Regions from separate parts of the Mus musculus genome. Here regions 2 and 3 are each linked to region 1. The links are chromatin contacts, called in public promoter capture Hi-C maps. All regions are on one chromosome and are shown on one strand. The core of a region is the stretch at or near the end of the contact, and the rest is flanking DNA. Distances in the headings are between cores, read along the strand shown. Region 1 holds the start of Fgf8 (fibroblast growth factor 8). Region 2 holds the start of Nkx2-3 (NK2 homeobox 3). Region 3 holds the start of Slc25a28 (solute carrier family 25, member 28).

Region 1 (4,246 bases), core at 1,198-3,697:
CCCCCTCCCAAAGACAGGACATTTTGGGGAGACCAGAAGGATCCTGAAGAGCTAGGTGAAGCTCTTCTGAATCCATAGGAGTTTTCACATGTAAAAGAATTCTGTCTCTCAGAAGTGGGAAGCAGAGTTCAAATGTAGGAGTAAAACCTGGGAGACCTGGGACCTTTTGGGGGGTGGGGGGGGAGAGGCCGCGCTGGTGTCCACTGAGGGTGAGGGAGGTGATTCACAGATGGTGAATCAATAAGGTTCATCTCTGGAGGCTCCCTAACCCTGTTACAACTCAGGTGCTCGGCCCTACACACACACACACACACACACACACACACACACACACCACACCTGGGAGGAACTAAAACCCAGGATCTACTGACAGACTGCTTCCTGATCCCTACCTGTGTCTTGTGACTCAAACTTATTTTCAAAGTCTTGTGTCCATAGTGAAGAGAGGGCCCTTCCTTTTCCAGGGGAGCCCATCCTTCGCTTTCCATCTGTTTAGGCATTTACTCGTCGATACACTCAAGAATAAACACTCCTGAGTATCTCATATGCTCCACACATGAAGTAAATTCTGTGAGCAAACAGATATCACCTTTGTCAGCTTGAAGCAATGAAAAAAAAAAAAAAAAGACAAGTCATTCTAAAGGCCCCTCAGCAAGCACACAGAGAAAGCAAGGGGTTGGCCTTTGTCAACCCCTTGGACACTGGAGTCCGTCTACCCCATTTCCCCCTTCATGGGCCCACTCTCCAGTGGGACTGAAAAGAGCTATTGCCTGCCAAATCACTGACAGATAAAAGCTACCATCGGTTGGCAGGTGAAGCCACCAAAGGTGGAAGATAGTCTAATGGCTCAGTCAGGTGGCCCCCATCCATCCATCCAACACTACCTGCAGAGCTACAGCTCTGCCCTGAGCTTCAATCCTTGGGCCTGTAAGACAGATTCCTCCCTCACCTCCAGGTCTGGGTGGATCAAAACAGCGGGGAACAGAATTTGTGAGGAGACTCACCTATGAGCTCAGGAAGTCTACTCTGAGGAGGGCTGAGACTGTCTCCTTGGAACCAGTTCTTCTCTATATTGCTCAGCACTTGAAGGGCTGAGATGGACTCCCCTAACCATATATATATATATATATATATATATATATATATATATATATATTACTCCGTGTTTGCATTTGCAAGATGGGATGCATAAAAGGGGGGCGGCAGGCCGAACCGGATGGGGACTGACAAGGGCCTGCTTGCCTCTCTTTAGCCTACAAAGACTTTCTGGGGCCACCGCAAACCCCTAGTTCTACCCCGGAGGCACAGAGGATCAGTAGAGGGGAGGCTGTGGATGAAGGCAGAGCTGGGTGGTACATCCACGGAGCCACCTGGTCTTCAAAAATACCTGGCCTGGGAAATCTCTGTGCCTGCGGTAACAAAATAGTGGCTCAGGGTTCCCAGAAACCCTATGGAGAAAGCAATGGGGCGACGGGCTTGAAAAGGCTTACAGAAGTCTCTACCTTCTCACCAGCACCTCCCTCTTCCAAGTGACACAAGACACCAGGTACCTGCTCAAGGAAAACCTGGAACTCAGAAGGGGAAAGGCTAGGCAGCTTGGGTCCGTGTCCTGAATGTTGCTGAACGTAGTTATTTTTGCCCCTGCTAATTGCTCAGAAGCAGTGGCTGTGGGTCCTTCAGAGACCCCTGAGCTCTTACCACATAGACGCTTCAAGGTTTTTCTTAAGCTTTATAGACTAGTGCAGTTGGATGGACAGGAGCAAGGCTGAAGGTGATAATGGGGTGGCAAGGGGCATTTCTCCCTCCCAGAGCCTCTTTGGAGACTGTGAGACAGAAAACCAGCGGGGTTGGGTTTTTAGAAAGGTGAAGGCACCGGGTTCCAGTGGCGCCCAAGGGGACGCTCAGCACCGGGGCCCAGTTCACTGTTAGCTGCAGGCTCCCAAGAGGGGCGCGTGCGACCGCAGCACACATTAGGCGACCCAGAGACCTTCTAGGAGGCCAGAGATAAGCAGACCCGACCCTAAGCAGATCAACAGTCCTGCAGGACTCAAGTGTACGGGACCCCACTAAACATGTTGTCCCAGACGCCCCCCAATCCCTGGACGATCCCGCCCCCGGAACGCTGGAAGAGACAGGCAAGGGTAGTGGGAGGCGCCCACACCAGCCGCCCCCGCCCCTCCCGCGGGTCCCTAGACCCCTCCCCTGGGCCAGACCCCCCAATCCCTGCTCTGCCCGCCGCCCCGCCCCCGGCCGCCCCGCCCCCGCCCCGGGCGGCGACCCGGCCCCAGCGCCCAGCCGGGGGTGCGGGCTCCGGCCGCCCGCCCCGCGCTCCCCCCTCGCGGCCGGTGCGGCGCCCCCCGCCCCTGCCCTCCCCCTCCCTTCCCACCTCCCCACCCACCCCACAGGCCCGTTACCCTCCCGCCTGCTCGGGCTCCTGAGCAGCCAGCGGCCACCGGCTCCAGCAGCGGCTCAGAGGGGTTCGGCGCGCGCGGCGAGCACGACATTCCACGAGCCGCGTCGGGATAGCCGCTGGCCTCCCGCACCCCGACCTCCCTCAGCCTCCGCACCTTCGGCTTGTCCCCCCGCGGCCTCCAGTGGGACGGCGTGACCCCGCTCGGGCTCTCAGTGCTCCCGGGGCCGCGCGCCATGGGCAGCCCCCGCTCCGCGCTGAGCTGCCTGTGAGTACCGCGGTCGCCCCCGCGTCCCCGTCGGCCAGCGCCCGCCGAGCCCTCTCCGCTCACCCCGCGCCTCTTTCCTGCCCGCTTTTGTCTCCCACAGGCTGTTGCACTTGCTGGTTCTCTGCCTCCAAGCCCAGGTAAGGAGCGCTGCGCAGAAGCGGGGGCCGGGCGCGGGGAACCCAGCTGACACTCTCGGGCAGGGACACGAGGACCGACCCTTCGGCCAGCGCAGCAGGGCTGGAAAGAACTTTACAAATCCAGCCCCAAACTACCCCGAGGAGGGATCTAAGGAACAGAGAGACAGTGTCCTGCCTAAAGTCACACAGCGAGTGAGTGGAGAGACTAGAACCCAAGGGTCTTGAGCCCAGCGACTGGCCAGTTCGGGTGGATGGGAAGGCTACCTGTAGCCACACCTGGCCTCCTAGGAAGGCGGGAGCTGGAGTCAGCGGGTGTTCCTTGTCAAGGGTAGTTGGGATGTAGTTGCAGCGAATATCCTCGCCGCTGCTCTCTGGGGAGACCTGTGGCCGGTTTGGGCCAACGATCGTGTTAACCTAGGCCCTTTGCATTCTCAACATTTGCTCCGTAAATTTGTCTTTATAAATGTCACGGGTCGGGTAGCGTTGCCTCGCTACTTAAAAGCACCCTGCTCCTCTAGGAAGGCCCGGGCGGGGGGCCTGCGCTGGGCAGGGAGCCCACTTCCCTGCTCCGAGCTGGCCGGGAGCCCCAGGGTGTTTCCCAACAGGTGGGTCCAGACTCCCTCATTCCCGGGTTCATCCATCCATCCTGGGCTGGGTCTGCGCGACTTCCCCGAGGGGGTTGGTGGCCTGAGCCGGCATGTTGTGGGGATGCCCCCAGTCCCCGCTGGCTGCCTGGCGCGGCGGGAGGCGGGTACAAGGGCAATGGGGACCAACTCGGGGCCCCTGGGCGGAGTAGCGTTATAATGGCGTGCTGTGTATTTTTCAATTTCCTAAAGGTAACTGTTCAGTCCTCACCTAATTTTACACAGCATGTGAGGGAGCAGAGCCTGGTGACGGATCAGCTCAGCCGCCGCCTCATCCGGACCTACCAGCTCTACAGCCGCACCAGCGGGAAGCACGTGCAGGTCCTGGCCAACAAGCGCATCAACGCCATGGCAGAAGACGGAGACCCCTTCGGTAAGGTGCATTCCCGGACCCTGGAGAGGAGAGGTAGCTTGGACCTCGCCGCCCCTTGCCAGCCCCAGCTGCATCAGCCAGAAAGGCCTGCGGGCTCTCCACCTGAGAAGGGAAGGAGTTAAGACGAAAAGGTGCCTTGGGGTCAGCTGGAGAGAATAGTGGGGAAGGGACCCTGGGGAGGACGAGGCCAACAGGTGCCCTCTCTTCCCTGCTCCGCAAATGAATGAATCCAGGAGTCTCCCTTACAATCTTCACACACCTCTACCCGGCTGCAGGTGGAGGCAGAGGGTTCAGAGGAGAGGCCCAAATTTAAGGGGAGTTCTTGAAAGAGGATATGTCGCCAGGGCCCACAAAAGGAGAGTGGGAAAAAGAAAGTAGAGAAATCCCCCAGTTCGCCCAGTTTGAAAAAGGGAC
Region 2 (4,246 bases), core at 1,129-3,628, 2.1 Mb after region 1:
ACGCCGTAGGGCGAGCCGTAGGTTTGTGCGCTGGGCGTGACGCACGGCTTGCCGTCCCGCACGAGCACCGGCACTGCCACGCGGCGGGGTGGCGGCGGCGGCGCGTGCGTCCCCAGCTCCAGGGACTTATCCTGCCGCTGTCTCTTGCACTTGTACCTGCGATTCTGGAACCAGATTTTCACCTGCGTGGACGTGAGCTTCAGGCTGCTGGCGAGATGCTCGCGCTCGGGCGCCGACAGGTACCGCTGCTGCTTGAACCTGCGCTCCAGCTCAAAGACCTGAGCTTGCGAGAAGAGCACCCGGGGCTTCCGGCGGCTCCGCGGCTTCGGCCTCTCGCCGTCCTCGCTCGTCTTACAGTCTCCCGCCGCTTCCAGAGACTTCTTCAACTGACAGCTTTCTAAGGGAGAAGCAAGACATTAGCCTTTCTAGTTCTCAGGATACCACCCCTGCGCCCCAGAGGCACAAAACACTCCCGTAGTAAATGCTAGTTTTGGGGAAAGTTCATAGTTTCTGGAGCCCAATTCCGCCCCCCCCATCCCCCCCGCGTCAGGCGGAGCACCTCCACCGGGAGAAGGCGTATTCGGTGAGAGTAATTAGCTCGCATTTATTAAATTTGAGCATCAGCGAGAAAATAGATTAAATGTGCCGGTCCAGGGGCTAATAACAATTTTCAGGCGACCGCGGAACAGGACCCCGTATCTGCAAACTCGTTTGCCTTCCACTCCCCTGAAGGTGTGGAACGAGTTGGTATTGGGGACTGGAGGCCTGGATGCATGGGTTGATTGCAAAAATTGTTTCTCTTTGGAAATATCTAAGTGAAAGGCGTATGTGCAGCTCAAGAATTGATTTTTTTTTTAATTTTCAAAACTACTGAGAACGCGTCTGTGACAGTATCTGTATGTTACCTTACAGAGGAAAAACAGTTGGATGGACCGATTTAGACAGTTTCATGTCTGTGTTAGGCCTGGAGAATTGTTAGAGAAAAGATTTTGGTCTCAGCCAGATCAAATCTCCACTCGGAGAAGAGATTATTTGATCCTGTTTCCCTTTCAGACATTTCCTTATGGGCTTATTCAATTATCTGATTCTCCTGCCTGCCCCACCTCTGATCTGCTGAATGGCCAGAATCCCACTCAGAACTAATTCAGGAACTTTAACCATTCCACTCCGCCTGCAGTATAAGAAACAAAGCGAGCATTACGATATTTTTTTTCAGAGGCCTTCACCTCCTGGGTGTGACTTGCTGCCGTCATCTGATATGGATCGAGCTCCCACACATTGGCCACCACCTCTCCTCCTTGCAGTTCGAACGTAAGAACTGCAAGCTCCGAAGTAAGCTGGTGTCTCTCAAAGTCTTGCCCGAAAGGATGGCCCAAACACAACATTCTTGCACTGCCTTTTCGGGACAGCCGGGGTGACTGCCCTGGCCTCGCTGAATTCACCTCACGTTAGAAGAAAGACAGAAAAATGGCAGAAAACTGACCCCCCCCTTTTTTTTTGAGAAGATGGGTGTGCGAGAGAACACACACACAACGGACAAGTTACGACCCAGGCTCTGGGCCCCCGTCACTCATTACTCAAGGAACCAGGATTGCAATAATCACTTTTCCTTCCCTCGGGGACTGCTCCGGGTCCCTGCTCCGGGCAAGAGCTGTTCTCTCTTTCTCTTTTATCCCCGCCCCAGCACCATCTCAGGTACCTGTGCTTTGCAGAGCTGTCCTTGAACCTGGCATAGGCATGACCCTAGCCGAATGTGAAAGGGGCGGGTGGCCATGCAGGCACGGTTTGTGGGTTTATAGGCGCTGAGCCATTGCCCCAGGTGTGCGGACGCGTTTCCTTCCCCCTCTACTCACTTTGGCTCCGTTCGCTCACAACCTCCTCTTCTTGTTCCTTGGGCCCGCTGCAAGCGTCTCGGAGAACTGTATGGACATAGCTCTGAGGACAGAGACCCGAATCTCCATGGCCCTCGGCAGCAGCTAGTGAGTTCAAATAGGACAGTTTCTCTCCCTCTTCTTCCTCGTCCTCCTCCCCTGCATCGGAAAACTGCGTCCCTTCAGCCGTGGCCAGCATGCAGGGTGCCGAGTGGAAGTGCTGCTCCAATTCCGCCTGCAAGTGAGCTCCGTGGAAGTGCCGCTGCTGCTCCAGATTCAAAATGTCTTTGACTGAGAAAGGGGTGGAGGTGACCGGGCTTGGTAACATCATCAGGGCCACTTAATTGTCCAGTCCAAATACTCAATAAATCCCGGCGGGGGCGGGGAGGGAGTGCGGTGGCTCCAGCTCTTCTTCTGGACTCCGCGGTGGTGCGGAGTCGAGCTTTTGACAGACGCGGTCCAGTCTAAATCCCCTCCATTGGCCGGGACCTGGGGGTCTGGGTTTTGTTACAGCCACTGCAAGGACTGGGGCCGGGGCTGTGAAGCCTCTGTCCGGGGGCCCTGCGTCACGTCAAGGGGCGGGGTCGGCATCCTGGCCTCCTTCCCAATTGGTTCTTGTGTATGTGGGCCACGCCCTCTGCGTCCACCCAGTGGGATGTTGCTGCGCTACCAGAAATAGACAGGGACTAGAATAGGGTCCTGAGATCCAAGTCGCGGTGGGAAAAGCTGCAAAAAACCGGGTGTCCGAATCACCGATTCCCGCTCCACCTGGCTGCACCTTCCCGACCAGGGGCAGTTCTGAGAGGCCAGACTGCGGATTTCTAAGGAGAGGAGTGTTGTATCTGTGGAAATATGAGCGACGTGTCAAATTCCACCTCACCTTTGCTCTAGCTGTCCTCGCCACCTGGAGTGCCTTTCCCACCCTCATTTCCACAGTGGAAAGCTGTTCTCCGAGGAAAAGCTTAAATACCTCCAAGGAAACTCCGCCAGATCACCTCACCTAGAGGTCCTCTTCCTCGGAACTTGCTCAGTAATGTCACTTGTCACTCTCCCATCTAGTGCCAAAGCTGTACTTAGTGTCCGCTCGATTGTCACTTTAGATTGTGAGTCCCTGAGGGCAGGGTCCAGACCGTACTTGCCCTTGCAGCCCTCGAAGTGGCTTCAGAGAGCAGGTCTGTAGAAGACAAGACGACCGAGTTCTGTTAGTGTGCAGAGGCTCTATGCTTCGAAGCCTGGCCTGAGTCAGTATTTGGTTTTGGACGTTCTCAGTTTCCTGGTCAATATAAAGGAGCCGAATTGCCTCTTCTAGGGTTATTGTTGGAGTTTTTTTGTTTTTGTTTTTTAAAGGATAACCAGGCCGGAAGCATAGCACAGTTGTCTACTTAAAGCAAAGAGCTCAATACTTGTAACTACCCTTGTTCTTTGTGGGAGGTCAGAGCAGTGTTTGTTGCCTGCATTGATTCTGACCGGGCTGGTGTTCCACTGCACACACTGGGTGGCTCTGGTCTCAGAAGGGAGGGGACCCCCGCTGTGGCTGCAGCTCAGGCAGCCTTCTGAAGGGAATCGGGAGCCCGAGCCTAGGCCTCAACTTTCTGAAACGCCTTATTTCTCTCTTTCTGAAACCGTGGTTGTGTTCTGCAGGGAGACTAAATGCAGCCTCAGATTCAGAAAACTGCCTGATGGAGACCACCTTCTGGTATCCACCCGCCTACATACCTAGCCCCTGAGTGGTAAGGGGCACTATTGTGAGATTAAGAGCAAAAGGTGTGGGCAGCAGGCCTTGGAAAACCAAACTAGTTCCGCTTTCAACGTAGGGTTCCTCAGTAGGCCGCCCTTGCTTTTATTTATTCTCTCTCTCTCTCTCTCTCTCTCTCTCTCTCTCTCTCTCTCTCCCTCCCTCCCCCCCCCCCCGCCCCCGTAGAACCTCACAGTTTGGGAGAGACCGGCCTCAACTAGAAGGGTTCGCCGGATGGCGGCGCGGTGACCGAGGACGACGCCCTAGGAAACTTGTAGACAGGGCATGAATGCGGATTACGTGGAGAGCGGCCTTGCGGAACCCCGAGGCGGCAGCGAGAGGAGTTGATGCCCTTGGTCCTGGAAAGAAAGAACTGCGGGTTGGGAGGAGAGAGAGGCGGGGCTCTTGGGGGGGGAGCGGAAATACAGCGGGGAGGCAGCTCGTGGGGCCACCCGGGAGGCTGGTACGAGGCTCCCTCCACGTGCTCTGGGGGAGATGGGGAAAGATCATCTGTGGTTAGGCCCCGGCTCCTTGAAACCATTCCTTGGTCGCAGGAGCCTTTTTGCTCTAAGACTTGAAACTAGACGCTGCGGGCAGAGGCCGTGGTCTCTACAAAGGGCCCGCCAGCCCACCAAGGGAA
Region 3 (4,246 bases), core at 1,149-3,648, 2.1 Mb after region 1:
CTATAGTTTCCAGACTTAAAAAAAGTCCCCTCTCCTTTTGTTGACCACCCTATGAGATCACAAGTTCTCATGGTCATCTCTGTGACAGTAAAGACATCAGACTTATTGTCATGTTTGGCTTCAGAAGTCAGCCTCATTTTATTCTCTACCCATTTCATGCAGGGTACAATGTCAGCTGGGGAGCACGGGAGGACCCTCAAGAACAAACCTTTTGAATTTTAAAAGGGAAAGAGAAGAAATGCATTCTAGGGAAGTGCCCATATAAAAGTCAGCTGTGGAAGCAAATACATTAACCCCGAGTAATAAACGTGTCTCCCCCGAGGGTAGTTAGGGTGGTTGTAACCCGTTTCTCCTTCTACAAGGCTCTTCTCCCTATCTTTCATCACTGACCCTTGCTTGCCACTCTCTGTGCCATCCGTCTCTAGGTAGACAGAACCACCCTGCCACACTGCAGTGAGTGGCTGGACATTCCCTAGCTCTCCAATGCCACAAAAACAAGCAAGTAGGCTAGGCAAAACAGAAAGAAGGCCCCTGGGAGGAAAATGAGTTTGGAATGGCAAACTTCTGCACTGTATTAAAGACTGTTAATAAACATTTCCGCCTCCAGGGATGCTCCACTTCAGTAGCTAGCAAGGTGAAAGAGACTTAGAAATCTAAAGGCTGGTATCTGGAGTCTTTCCTGGGGGAGAAAGTTCTAAGGTGTGGGTCACTGTAGGACAATGTAGAGTATTATTTCTCACCATGAGAAGTCATTGAACTGAGATGATCATTTTAGGACCATAAAAAAGTAAATATGATAAGAAGAGACGGGATATAGCAGGCATTGTCATTAATTTGTCAGGGAAGAAAATTGATATTTTAACAGGACTGGGGGGTGGAGGCTTTTTTGAGATCTATTCATCTCTCAGAGAAAAGTGCAGGGTAGCAAGAAGTCTGTATATGATGTGGGGAAGAATTCTTAACCCGAGGTTAACGGAATCTCCTTCACGCTGAAACCCGAAATAAAAAGCAGTTTTGTGTGTGACTGGGGATGGGGTTGGGAACTTAAGAGCTTTATTTTCCAAGAGATCACGACACAAACGTTAGTAACTACTGCCAAAGATTAGTTGAAAGACCCGTCCGCCGAAGGGCTAAGCTTTAGAGAGGAAATGGAAAAGCCTCCAACCGTTCTAAGGAAGCGCTACGAAAAGATGGAAAAGTTTGCAATTGCGTCATCATCTCATTAAAATAGGTTGTAAAGGCAGAGCTAGAAACTGGGGAAGCGTGTGCAAACACGCTGCTGAGAAGGGAGCCTGAGGTAGCCTGCAGAACCAGCGAGCGGAAAGGGGCCCTCGCTCCTCAGTAGAGGCTGAGGCTCGAGAGTCGCTTCAGTGCCCGCTTCTGCTCAAGGTAGTGGCCCTGAGGACCAGACGTCCCTAGCATCGTTTTACAACCGGGGAGCGGTTCTCAAGAAGCAGCAGCTCAGCGGTCCCGGAGAGAGAGAGCGGACAGCCATCAGACCCGGTGGAGTTTATCAGCAAGCGAGCTCGGGATACGAAGTTCAAGTGTATGTCTCGGAACAAGCTCCACTCCCAGGCATCAGCAGTTGCTCTGCCGCGATTGGGATGGTGCTCCAAGACCCTGACACCTGTCGTCGCCTCCGAACCATCCCATTTCGCCTTCTCCTTTCCCAACGCAGAGTCCACCCAATGAGAGCTCATCGGTCCACCCACTGGAGGGTTCACTAGGCGGCTTTGGGTGGGAGGCCCAAGGCGAGCGGATCTGCGCTGATGGCACACCACTCCAGAGCCACCCGAGGCTCACAGCCGATCTCCCCTAGCGGCGGGTTGGGCCGTGCCAGGGGACGCAGGGTCCGGGCTGACTCCGCCCCCGCCTGAGATCCCGCGGGAACAGTCGCACCGTGCTACTCGACACCCGGTGCACGCCAGAGCACGCGTCCTAACGGCAACCGACAGCGGTTTGACCTTGAAGGTCTGGCTGGCACCGCCCCCTCTCCCCGGCAGTCCCGACCGCCACGCACGCCGCGCCGGGGTACAGCCGGGAGCCGGTCCCTGTCCTCCAGGCGCTTCTCTCCACATCCAATGGAAGAACGAAGTGGTTCGGGCCAATGGCCACCGCCAAAGTAGCTAGAGCGGTTGAGCCTATCAAAGTTCAGCTTTACGTTTCTCCCGCCTCCGAAACGCTAGGGGCGGGTCGATCGGGCAAGTCCGCCAATCAAGAGCCAATAAACAAGACGCTTCCAAGATCAAAGGGGAAGGGGTGGGACCTACGGGACTAATGACAAGCTATCTGACGAATAACACAGATACATTTTGGCTCCGTAAAAAGGGGGCGGAGACACGTTAGGGCCTACACCAATGGCTGTCTGGGGGGCGTGTCCTCGGGGCCAAGCGGGAGCCGGAGGCCCCGGGCTCTCTGGGCCGCGCCTGAGGCGGACGCAACGGGGCCGGGGGGCGGCGGCAGTGGTGGCGGCAGCGGCGGCGCGTGTGGGCGCCGCGGCTGGCCGAAGTGGATGGAGTTGGAGGGGCGGAGTGCAGGCGGCGTGGCGGGAGGACCAGCTGCTGGGCCCGGGCGGAGCCCCGGGGAGTCGGCGCTGCTGGACGGGTGGCTGCAGCGGGGCGTGGGCCGGGGGGCCGGCGGCGGGGAGGCGGGGGCCTATCAGCCCCCTGTACGGCTGGATCCGGAGTCCGGCCCGGAATACGAAGCGCTGCCGGCTGGAGCCACTGTCACCACGCACATGGTGGCGGGCGCCGTGGCAGGGATCCTGGAGCATTGCGTGATGTACCCGATCGACTGCGTCAAGGTGAGACCTGGACCAGGCTGCGAACCGGACCTGGGGCTGACCCGACCCTGAACCTTGTTTAGAGCCAGAATCCCAACTGAGACCCAGAGCTGATAGGTTTCTTCCTGGCTCCTACCTCTACACACGGTTTGAGCCAATACTCCGTGCAAGCAAAGTCCTGGCTGGTAGATGAGCTCAGTCAGGAACCAGGACTTACTTCTAACGGTCAGTGAGGCGAAGCAAAAATCTTGTCAGCCAAAGACTTGATCCCGATTGGGACTAAGCAGGGATGGGATGGGATTGGGGGGGGGGGATCCCGAAGCACAGGTAAGTCTATAACAAACCAGCTGGCATGAAATCAGACGGTGAACTCTATCCGATAGCTTGGGTTGAGATGTGCTTCGGGTCGGCGCTTTCACAAGCTCCTTGCTGCGTCTTTCCTTTAAAGTGACGGGGCAGGAACCGGAATCTGGGATCTCTCAGCTAGATAAAAGTACGTATTAAATCTTAACCTGGGAGTGGTTGAAAAAAAAATCATTGTGCAGTCAAAAGTGAGAGTTCCAGACTGGAATGGATGTGGGAATAAGGCATGTTAAGAAAAACGGTTTCGGTTTCTCTGCGAGGCAAGATTGGTAGCCCATCTATTTCCTGAACGTAAAAATTGAGCTGGGACTAAGATTCTATGTTGAGGGAGCAAGTGCATCAGCCCCTTACACAACAGAGGTGAAACTGATAGTCTCTTTCGTTGGGCCCCTGAATTTGACAAAAAGGAAAACAGCTGGAGGGAAGTGTGATGATATTAGAAAGCAGATGTGGAGAAACAGAATGAGATTATCAGGGTACGCTCAGGGCTGGACGTAAAGCCAACTGCATCCACAACCAAGCAGGACGGTTAATACACATACAGGTCAGGTCTCTGGGAAGAAGCCTGGGGGAAAATGGAAACATTGTTTTTCCTTGCTGTTCTTAGACTTGTGCTTGAGTCGAGATGCCAGCTACTGAAAGGGCAGTAACTTCAAGGGGGTTCTTGAAATCGTCGATGCTTTCTTTACACCACTTGTGTAGGCACTGGCCTGTCAGCTCTTTGATGGATGCTTTCCCGTTTAGGATAGCATCCACGTCAGCCATGCAAAAATCACTTTCTTCTGCTTGCCCCTGGATTCAGTACTGTTTTGCATTTTCATTTGTAAAGTGGATAAGGAACTAGGGAAAGTGCTCCCGAGGTTTTGTGAATGAGTTTGGGTGATGGAGAGAGAGTTCCTGAACTTTTGTGAATGGCATTGAGTTGGCCAGGGTTTTCAGTACACTCCAGGTTAGCTCCTAGCAGGCTAAGTGCACCTGACTGAGGTAAACATGAGCATTTTAAATGTCCTTGCCACTGGAGAGAACTAGACCGTGACCTGGAGTTAAGGCTGGAGGTGTTCCTTGGGTAGCAGCGTTTCCCAGATAACGTGCTGTGACTTA

Evidence for each region. Promoter capture Hi-C pulls out the DNA fragments that hold promoters and counts their contacts.
Region 2: a promoter capture Hi-C map of hippocampal neurons shows a contact between it and region 1, with 5 times the contacts expected there. The contact joins the promoter of Nkx2-3 here to the promoter of Fgf8 in region 1. A contact is called at or near these places in 6 of 39 promoter capture datasets (cranial neural crest, embryonic stem cells, frontonasal cranial neural crest and 3 more), 4 of 484 Hi-C or Micro-C datasets (all in embryonic stem cells), 2 of 115 datasets of contacts at active chromatin or transcription factors (embryonic midbrain and neural tube) and 2 of 9 other capture datasets (embryonic tail and embryonic trunk).
Region 3: a promoter capture Hi-C map of embryonic stem cells shows a contact between it and region 1, with 2.9 times the contacts expected there. The contact joins the promoter of Slc25a28 here to the promoter of Fgf8 in region 1. A contact is called at or near these places in 2 of 39 promoter capture datasets (embryonic stem cells and hippocampal neurons).

The regions. Positions count from the first base shown.
Region 1 is chr19:45,741,085-45,745,330 of GRCm38.p6, reverse strand. Fgf8 (fibroblast growth factor 8) reads left to right here and starts at 2,447. Exons shown (of 6, transcript NM_001166361.1): 1 at 2,447-2,678; 2 at 2,779-2,815; 3 at 3,334-3,420; 4 at 3,652-3,832. The coding sequence starts at 2,647. RefSeq lists enhancers at 4,102-4,246, 3,680-4,246.
Region 2 is chr19:43,610,457-43,614,702 of GRCm38.p6, reverse strand. Nkx2-3 (NK2 homeobox 3) reads right to left here and starts at 2,378. Exons shown (of 2, transcript NM_008699.2): 1 at 1,854-2,378; 2 at 1-397. The coding sequence starts at 2,202. Gm20467 (a long non-coding RNA gene) reads left to right here and starts at 2,647. Exons shown (of 4, transcript XR_001782682.2): 1 at 2,647-2,901; 2 at 3,513-3,601; 3 at 3,793-4,246.
Region 3 is chr19:43,673,033-43,677,278 of GRCm38.p6, reverse strand. It overlaps Slc25a28 (solute carrier family 25, member 28), which reads left to right and starts at 2,398. Exons shown (of 4, transcript NM_145156.1): 1 at 2,398-2,803. The coding sequence starts at 2,513. BC037704 (cDNA sequence BC037704) reads right to left here and starts at 2,101. Exons shown (of 1, transcript NR_045645.1): 1 at 109-2,101.